Linked DNA regions of Mus musculus: region 1 is linked to region 2. The links are chromatin contacts, called in public HiChIP or PLAC-seq maps. All regions are on one chromosome and are shown on one strand. Each heading gives the region's core, a stretch centred on a gene start, on an enhancer-like site or on the middle of the called end of the contact. The rest is flanking DNA. Distances are from core to core; before and after follow the strand shown.

Region 1 (4,527 bases), core at 1,838-4,337, 62 kb after region 2:
GAAAATCAAGGTACACAAAGCAGTACGCACGAACCATGGTTACAATGGGGCACACAATCACGACTATTATTTTGATCTAATTCCCAACTCACCTAATGCTGCGCAGGATCTGAGCTGTCTGTGCGCAAGAATTGACAGGATGCTCGCAGCTGATCAGTCAACAATGGACCCATTCTCGACGTAAGCTATACATAGGCAGCCCAACTGGCAAGTTCAAAACCCACGGCTGCCACACCTGCTTCATGGCAAGAAGGAGTCAGTGTTCAAGAGAGACAGACATTCCTGGCAGGATTTGATTGGCCCTGTCAGCTATGAGGCAATAGTTCCTTTGAGGAGTGGGGAAGGATATTAAGATGTTGGTCTGTCTGAAATGTCTCACTATGCTCGGGGAAACTTTTGAAATACAAATAGCATCTCTGATGAAGAGTGGCAGAAAACAAGAAGGAATTTCACTGGATCACTTAAGGGAGGAACCAGATTCGTTTATTGCTTTCTCTTTCTCTCATGGGAAAATTTTTTTGTTTGTTTGTTTAGGCATAGACCTGGCAGTCAAAGACTACATTCCCCAGCATTCCTTGCAGGTGGGCATTTGCTGAGTAACTGTGTTCTTACTAATGGAGACTGAATCTATCACATCCTCCACCCATCCCTCCCCTCCACCCCATCTTCACCAAAGGAAATTGCTTTTCCCCTTGGAAAAACATTTGGCTCAACTTTGATTATTTTAGAGAGAGCCATTTTATTCTATTAGCTAAGAAGAGTACCTTCTTCAGAGGTAAAATCGTGTCAATGGGAAGATGTCTTGAAAGTTATAGATGTGAGAGAGAGACACAAAGAGAGAGGGAGAAGGAAAGAATGTCCCTGCAACACTTACAAATACTTTCTCATCAAAGTATTTTTTAAATTTTATTTATTTATTATATGTAGGTACATTGTAGCTGTCTTCAGACACCCCAGAAGAAGGCATCAGATCTCATTAAGGATGGTTGTAAGCCACCATGTGGTTGCTGGGATTTGAACTCTGGACCTTCGGAAGAGCAGTCAGTGCTCTTAACCACTGAGCCATCTCTCCAGCCCTCATCAAAGTATTTAAAGGATGCCACATTCCTCACAGACGGTGGCCTAGTGTGTCTGAAGTGCTTGGACAACATCCTCGCTCTTCTCTGACAAACCATAACCTTGCCAAACTTAAGAAATATCCTAAAAATGTTTATATGAAGTTTGTCATTGAATGTCTCTTAGCAAGAGTTCAATAACAAGGCACAACGCCCTTTGCACGAGATGCCCACTTGCCCATGTCTCTGAACACTTGGCTCGTATGTGTTTTCTAAAACCATCAGACTCGGTTTCATAGACTGACACACAATCTCAAGAGATTCCAATCTCCTCTTCTTTTGGACAAAGAAGCCTTGCTAGCTGCAATTCCTAACACATTGTCTGGGTGTCGGTGGCAATAGAAAACAACTGTCTGTCACCATGGTCACATGAGTCTGCCCATTTCCTTTAATGTGTCTGCTCTATATGTTTCTTAAGTTTGACAAGGTTATAGTTTGTCAGAGAAGATCGAGGATGCTGTCCAAGCACTTCAGACATACTAGGCCACCATTAAATACTTCTGTCAACCACATACATCGCTAACACACCAACTCCAGGAGGGAGGGGAAACCAGATCCCAGAGGAAGCACGTGCATTAGAGCCATCCTGCCAACATGGAAGGCCTGGCTTGTTTGAAAAGAGCAAAGGTATCTCTCTGAAGCCACTGAACTTTTAAAAACAGTCTGCATTATAGCAGCTTGCCCTTTATCCTAACAAATACACTAAGGACAGTTTAGACTCTCAGTGGTACCTATTCCCTTATTTGTCAAACACAACGGATATATTGTATCATTCTATTTGTTCCCGGGATAATAGGTCTCCAAAGACATCTCCAACCTGAACAGAGGGACAATGTTTCCCATTGTGTGGAGACAGAAGTGCCAGTGGCAGCCCACCTCTGCACCATGCAGCTGCTGGTGGGATGCTCTGGCCTCCAGGCCCCTTGGAGAATGAGTGCAAAGTGGTTGCCAACTTCCTCCATCACAAATACTCATGTGTCAGAGATTTTTAAATAAAAAATTCAAGAACAGATGGCAAAAGAAAGACTCGTTATATGTGTGCAATCTAGGCTTTGTCTCCTATGCATGTTGCAGTCTCTGTGTGTGTGTGTATGTGTTTGTGTGTGTGTGAAACCAACATTAATGTCATTTCTTGGGGGATAATAAGCTCATTCTGCTAGCCCCACTTATGGCTAATAACAATCAACAATTATTGATGCTTTCTTCGTTGCCACCTCCTCCTCATGAATCAGCACATGAATATTTATGTCCATGCTAATCAGCACAGAAGACTGCTGCAGACAGGCGTCAAATTACACTTCTGGGTTAGAGACAGCCTCCTCTTTTTGAGGCATTTTGATCAAGAAAAACTTGGTGGGGGGCTGATTTCTTGAATTTATTTATTATTTACTTACTTATTTTTGTTAGAATGAAGAGAGAAAGTGGCTGAAAGGCTTGGGTTGAAAGTATGAACGACCTGCATGTGTGAAGGCTCAGTTACTGGATGGTAGTTTTAAAAGGTTCTGTGTACCTTGAAGAAGTCAGGCCTTCTTTGGAAGCTGGACGTTGAGAGGGGATTGTGGGATTCCCCATCTGTCTCAGTTTGGTCTACACCGTTTTCCAGAGTGGTCTCTGCTATCCCAGCCCCCATGATGGTTTTCATATGCCACTCCCACATCCGAACACAAAACAAAGAAATGTAATAAAAAGAATAAATAAAATGTTATCTAAAGAGATCATGTCTTGGCACATGACACTTTTATCTGGGGCGGGGGAGGGTAGGCTGGGGAAGGTTGGGGAAGTGTGGGGGGGATGGATGGACAAGCACCTTGTTAGAGAAATAGTCTGAAGGCTGAGAGTCTCCTCCCGTGGCCCTGTACTCGCTGGCGGTAATCCTAAACTGTAAACGTCTATCTGTCTATCCGTTTTAAACCACAACACTTTGCGACTTCCTTGTTTCACCCGCTCTGCTTTGGTCTGAACAAGCACTCTCAGTGCCACCCATTATTCTGCCGGGAGGTATGTGTCAGAGCCGGTGTGCGCGCCAGCTTCGCCAGCTTCGTGTTGGATGAGCTCGCTGTTCGGGGAGGGAGGTGAGTGGGGGTGCAGGGTTATTTCTAGAATGGCAGAGGCAGTATAGGATAATGTAGGAACGCTTTCTATCCTCAGGGTTGAAAGAAGATGGAGAAATGGCGACTCCGTTTCCAGGTAACTGTATCTGCATCTCTCCTAAGAATCCTGCTAACTCACACTGGTGTAGAAGTTACCATGATTGGGTCCCGTGCTGATTTGTACCTGTGTTAAAGCACTGAATCCTTTGAAGTAGATGTAGTCGTTGGCTACAACAATATGTGTGGTGGTAGCTGTATGACTCAAACCTACCTAAAGTTCTTAGCCACTGTAAGAGACTATCGGAGGCTGACTGAGGTCAAAGAGCCACTTATGTTTTGTGCCCTGGCATATGACTTATCCAGAGGCTCTTTGCTTTATTGCCTCAAAATCCTTCTCCTGGCCAAGCCCTGTAATCTCAGAGCCACAGTCAGTTCAAAGAGAGGATGTAGGTCTTCTCCTATTGTCTGACCGGCACCACTTCTTCTTAACACGGGTCAGTGCTGAGAGTGGCTACTGGTGTGTGAGCTAATGTTCTCTCTCTCTCTCTCTCTCTCTCTCCCTCTCCCCCCCTCCTATGAATCATGGCGTTCATGTCCTTAAATCAGTCATCCCTTCACATGACCAGCCCGGCAGACAATACAGTGGGTATGAGTACGGAGCTGCAGGCTGGCCACCGGCCAAGGGCTCCGGGTGGGAAGAGCAGGATTGCTGCCTGGCTCTGAGCCATGTCACATGCAGCAGGGCTTGGGTGGCTCTCCAGGGGACTCTTTCAGGCATACGAAACAAAAAGCAAGGGCCACACTCAAAGTTAAAAAGCTCTGTCACTGTTGGGTTTTCCTGTGGTTATTTTCCAAGAAAAACAAACAAACGTTATGACTGCTCTACTTTTGAAAATAAGTAGCAAGAAATTTGAATGTTAATCCACTGGCAGTAAAAATGTACTCTGTGGTTCTATGTCATAAGCAGTCACAGACACAGAAGTCTAGACACAGTTCTGTCCTTTCCAACTACGTGATGTTGGTCAGTTCTGTGAATTCTCTGGGTTTCGTTGTGCCTTGGAACCAGATGGAATACATTTATCTCGTAAGGATGCTCTTATCCTTAGTTCCTAGCTGAACCTGTTATCACGAGAGAGGTAGTGAGGATACAGTGCGAGAAAAGATATTTCTAGAATGACAGACCCAGTGTTGGGTATATGAAGGGTCTCTTTGCCTCCTGAAGAAGGGAGGCGGAGAAAACTGGAGATGCAGGGTTGTAGATTTGGTGTATTGCTTGTATTACGTTAATTGGGTTCCCAAAATTACATGGGAATTCGCACGTC
Region 2 (4,858 bases), core at 1,720-4,219:
GATGAAGGAAGGAGTCACGTCCCCTGGGATGCAGGAGGCCTCACAAACTGGAAAGGGCACAAAATCCAAATATATCCTTGAGCCTCCAGAAATAACTGCTAGCCTACACATGCTTTGATTCTAGTGCCGTGACCCCCATTTCATACTCCTTATACAACTGTAAGGGAATTGGAACCGTTTAACTGAGGAGTTTGAGGTAACTTGTTATAACAACAACAAGGAAGGCATACAGCAGGGTAACCCAGCTCTACACAACAGCTCCTGGTGGGCTGCTGAAGAGATGCCAAGATGGAGGATGTGTTGAGCCCAAGTACTGGGATGGTGCTCTTGAAGTCATCCATCACCATGGAAGCAAGTGATGCCCTTTGAACAACAATCATGTGAGGCTCAGGGGCCAGAGAAGCCAGGGGATTCAGGGACCCTGGAAAAGCAGCCATAGTCTCTAAAGGGGTCCAGTTATTACCAATAGATCAGCAATGTCAAAAATTAGATATAATAAAAAAGATATAGGATACTTGATCTAAACCGCCCCTCATCCCCACCCCCCAATTCTCTCACACCTGAGGGCCAAAACTGGGACCATTCCTGAATCATGTCAGCTTAGTTACTAGAAAAAACAAGAGGTCAAAACCATTGAGTCTGATTACATCTGGCTCAATATTGTTGGCAGTGAACACAGCCCCTGGTGCTGAGTCCGTTACATATTCAATAAAGTGTGTTTACCAGTATCTGACTTCCTTTGTGATGTGAATAAATTCAACAGTCCTGTGATGCTCATGTGAATCTAGATGACAACCTAAGCCAAGATCATTGTGCCAAGAACCGAGGAGATGAAAAGTATGAATTAGAGAAATATCCTAACACACGTGTGTGAAAAAGCCACAGTGAAAGCCATCACTGTGTGCGCTGACTTCAAAACTGGAAAGAAGAAAGGACACGTGAGCATGGATTTCTTCCTAACGAAGCTCGGCATGGTTTCTGAGTTGGAAGCGTAGAGAAATGATCAGCTGTAACTTCCCTAACAGAGAGTTATATTCAAAACTGACATCTGTAGGCAGTGCCGTTTGTTTCCCCGTCCATCTCTTGTAGCTGAGGACTCTCAAAAGTCAAAAGCAGTTTGATCCTGGCCAAGAGGGAGTAGACTGAAATGTCACTGGGGAAATTTGTGCTGGACCTTTCTTAAACAGTTGGCAGCTAAGGGGGAGGAAATATTGGATGATTGTTTGATTTTTGTGTTGTTGTTGTTTCAAAAAAATTATTTTTTGAGACAGAGTCTCATGTATCCAAGGCTCTGTTTGTGTTGCTTTGAACTCACTATGTAACCTAAGAAGGCCCTGAACTTCATCCTCCTGCCTCAACCTCCTGAGTGCTAGGATTCTAGCCAGGTACCATCATGCCTGGTTTATGCAGTGCTGGGACTGGACCCAAGGCCATGTGATGCTAGGCAAGTGTTCTACCAACTGAGCTAGAGCCCCAGTAGGGTGCTGCTTGGATGCAAAATGTGAACTGCCTCAAATACTGTCTACACAGAGGGGATTAAAATAAGAACTTTAAATTTCATCAACTGACCCTAAGGTAGATCGTCAAGCCACCAATAGGTAGCTAGGGTCCTGATTCTGGTCTGTAGCGTGTTCAAACACTTTAACATGGATGCTCTGAGTCAAGAGGACAATCAGGACATTGGCGGGAGTTGCCTCTATCATGACATTAGGCAACACTATCAAATGAATAAAAATTCTGGCTGTTTCATTGTTTAATCGTTCACTTTCTTTTTATCCTTCAAGAAGTACCCGCCTTACTAGACCTGGTAGGAAAGATCAGTGGTTCCAATTAACAGTAAGACTGAGGAAAGAGGAATTAGTGAAAGGCCATCTTGGAAAACTTAACAGGACCCCGTCTCGATACAAAAAAATTAAAACAAAACAAAAGATGGGGTGAGGGTGGGGCTATAGCTTAGGCTTCTTGATGACTAGGCCTTGCCGAATACTTGTGTGAGAAGGGAGCATTCGGTCTGCACTAGTATGTAGCCACTAGCCACACATGTGGCCACTGGACATCCGAAATAAGGTCAGTGAGAAAAAGAAAGGCAGTGTCAAATTTTTATTTAGTTTATATTCAGTTAAAGCTGAATGAAGTTGGCGGCTACCATACTGGAAAGCTCAACGAGGGAAAAGACGAACACATTTGAGCATGCCTGGGTTTACCAAGCAGCATTGTAAAGATAAACCACTATAACTGAAATATCTACACCCTCTCTAACTATCAGCACGTCAAATATCCTTGCGCTTCCCTACAGCACCTCCCCTCTGTCCATTATGTTGTATGATGATTGGTTTTGATAATTAGCAATATACAAATGGTATCTAAAAAAACTAGACAACTGGTATTTTTACTTTACACAAGGCATGGTGGTTTTAATCGCCGTAGAAGACACTCTCCTTTTATTGTTTTATTATTATTATTAATGTTAGTCAAGATTTCTCTGTCTCTCTGTGACCCTTGCTGTCATGGAACTCACTATGTGCAGACCAGGCTGGCCTCAGATTCACTGAGATGGCGTGCCTTTGCCTCCTGAGTGCTAGGATTGAAGGCTTGCACCACCATGCCCAGGTGACCTTAAAGACTTTTAAGAAAGTGTATGTGGTGAAGATGAATAAGGTTTTGCAGATATTTTGAGGTAGTTAGAGATGGAATGAATCTTGGGCAAATATGAATACCTCCCCGACCCCCATCCTCTCCCTCTGAGCAGGACATTTTACTTTGTATCTGAAGGCCTTAAAACAGACTCCTGTTGTTCAGTGTCCCACTCTGACACCTGAGGCAGTTCTGTGAGCCAGGCTCCTGCAGCGTGGTTCCAGCCTAGGAGTTCTTCCTTCCTATCCCCGGGTGAAGTGTCGGCAGAAGCGTTCTGCTGGAGTTGGATTCTTGGAATCCTTGTCAGCCTCCTGTTGGATCCGAGCCATCAGAGTCTCCCGGTTGCCTTCCTGAATGACCGCGCTTCTGCTGAGAGGGTTGATTGGCTCTGAGTCACACCTTAATCTTTTCAGCAAACAGTTTTCTCACTGCGTAGCTTTCTGTTCCCACAACAGGATATCTGGACGGAGTGAACAACTTTCCAGAACATCAGGTGCTTAATCCCCTTTTCCTTAACAGCTCGTTCCCTAATTTGTCCCTTTTGTCACTTGTTTTACTATAAAGAGCAAAGAGAAAGCAGGTGGAAACTTCCACTCTTTACTTGACTGTTCTGTCAGTTGATTTTATTCCTTACTTATTCTGCTTTGCACTCCGTACAGGAACCCATTTCACAGTCTTCTGCTACTTTGTAAGACAAATCAAGTTTCCTCCTGTGTATCCACAGGCATGTTCATCATTTTCTTCTAAGTCATCACCAGGAACCTTCAAGGCTCATCTTTCTACCCACTGTTTCTCCAAGGGAATCCAGGCTCTTTCGGTCACGGACTTCAGAATTCTTGATGTGTCTACTGAATATCCAGAGTAACTTCCATTTATAATATATACGGTGTTTTAGAAGTTCCCCACTTCCCAGTGTTTGTATTGATGTCTTAGCGTATCTGTAGCAAAATGGCACAAACTGCTTGGCGTAACAGCAGGCATCCTTTGTCTCACAGATCTGGAGGGTTCTGCTCCCTCTGAAGCCTTTAGGAGAGGATCCTTGTCTCTTCCAGCTTCCATTATCCCCAGGCATTCCCTGATCTGGTCTGTTTCTTCTCCCCTTATGAGGACACCAGGTCATATGGTGCTAAATACCTACCTTACTCCACTATGACTTCATCTTAGCTAATTAAGTCTGTAATGACTCTATTTCCAAATGAGGCTACATTCTGAGCTACTAGGAGTTAGGACTTCAACATATCTTTAGTGGGAACACAATTCAATCTATAACTAGATAGATGATAGATGATAGATAGATAGATAGATAGATAGATAGATAGATAGATAGATAGATAGATGATAGATAGATAATAGCTCTTCAGAAATGTATACTGAAGGGCACAAGAGAAAGAACAGAAACATGAAGCACTTCTACGAGCTCTGCCTGAAGTCAATTTGCTACTGTAAGCTTGAGGATGGATGAGAAAGGGCCAATCAGTGAAGGCTGGCACTTCTCTGGAGTGTAGCATGGGAAAACGTGAGAATTGAGGTCATTAGTACACTCAGCTCACTTGAATGGGTTTAGTCTGTGCTTCCTTGATTGATATGGAAGTTGAACACCTTTGCATATATGTTTATTGGCCATTAATATTCCGTCTTTTTTTGTTTGTTTTTGTTTTTGTTTTTTCTCTGTATAGTCCTGGCTGTCCTGGACTCACTCTGTTGACCAGGCTGGCCTCGAACTCAGAAATCCGCCTGCCTCTGCCTCCCAAGTGCTGGGATTAAAGGCGTGCGCCACCACCGCCCGACTTATATTCCATCTTCTAATATGAGTATTTGTGTCTTTTGTCTACTTATACATTGACCTTAATTACTCTCACATTGACCTCTATCTAATACTGTGTGTGATGTGAAGTAAGAGTGTGCTTGCTTGCTTGGCCTTTGCCCAATGACCTGCCTTCCTGGCTAAACCCATCACGAATCAAGCTTCTGTGACCACGATGTCTGTCCTCAGCATTTACATTCTACTCTCCAGATCCCTTTTGCAGGCAGCGCACTTCCACACTCGTGACTCAGAAATCATTGTTTGTATCTGTGATGACAAGTGTCTGTGTGTTTTGCTCTTGTTCCAAAATATCCTGACTATTCTTGACAGTTCCTTTTCACTTTACATTTCAAGATCAGGTTATCAAATTCCATGAAAAGACTGTAATTTTAATTTTTTTAATCTTATTTTTTTTTTTTT

The links. HiChIP or PLAC-seq counts read pairs in DNA pulled down with a chosen protein or histone mark.
Region 1: a contact with region 2 is called in an HNF4G HiChIP or PLAC-seq map of pancreatic cancer cells. The contact joins the promoter of 5830416I19Rik here to the enhancer-like site in region 2. A contact is called at or near these places in 2 of 39 promoter capture datasets (the C10 cell line and epiblast stem cells), 8 of 484 Hi-C or Micro-C datasets (the C2C12 cell line, the G1E-ER4 cell line, LSK cells and 5 more) and 4 of 115 datasets of contacts at active chromatin or transcription factors (bone marrow-derived macrophages, embryonic stem cells and pancreatic cancer cells).

The regions. Positions count from the first base shown.
Region 1 is chr5:64,041,886-64,046,412 of GRCm38.p6, forward strand. It overlaps 5830416I19Rik (RIKEN cDNA 5830416I19 gene), which reads left to right and starts at 3,088. Exons shown (of 3, transcript NR_045384.1): 1 at 3,088-3,113; 2 at 3,264-3,302.
Region 2 is chr5:63,979,517-63,984,374 of GRCm38.p6, forward strand. No RefSeq gene overlaps it. Among named protein-coding and RNA genes, the nearest start is that of Rell1, 13 kb to the left of the region's middle. Within about 2 kb of position 2,970, at least 24 of the 459 cell types and tissues checked have an H3K27ac peak or open chromatin away from gene starts, as enhancers often do. A contact at or near this core is called in pancreatic cancer cells, where this site is marked.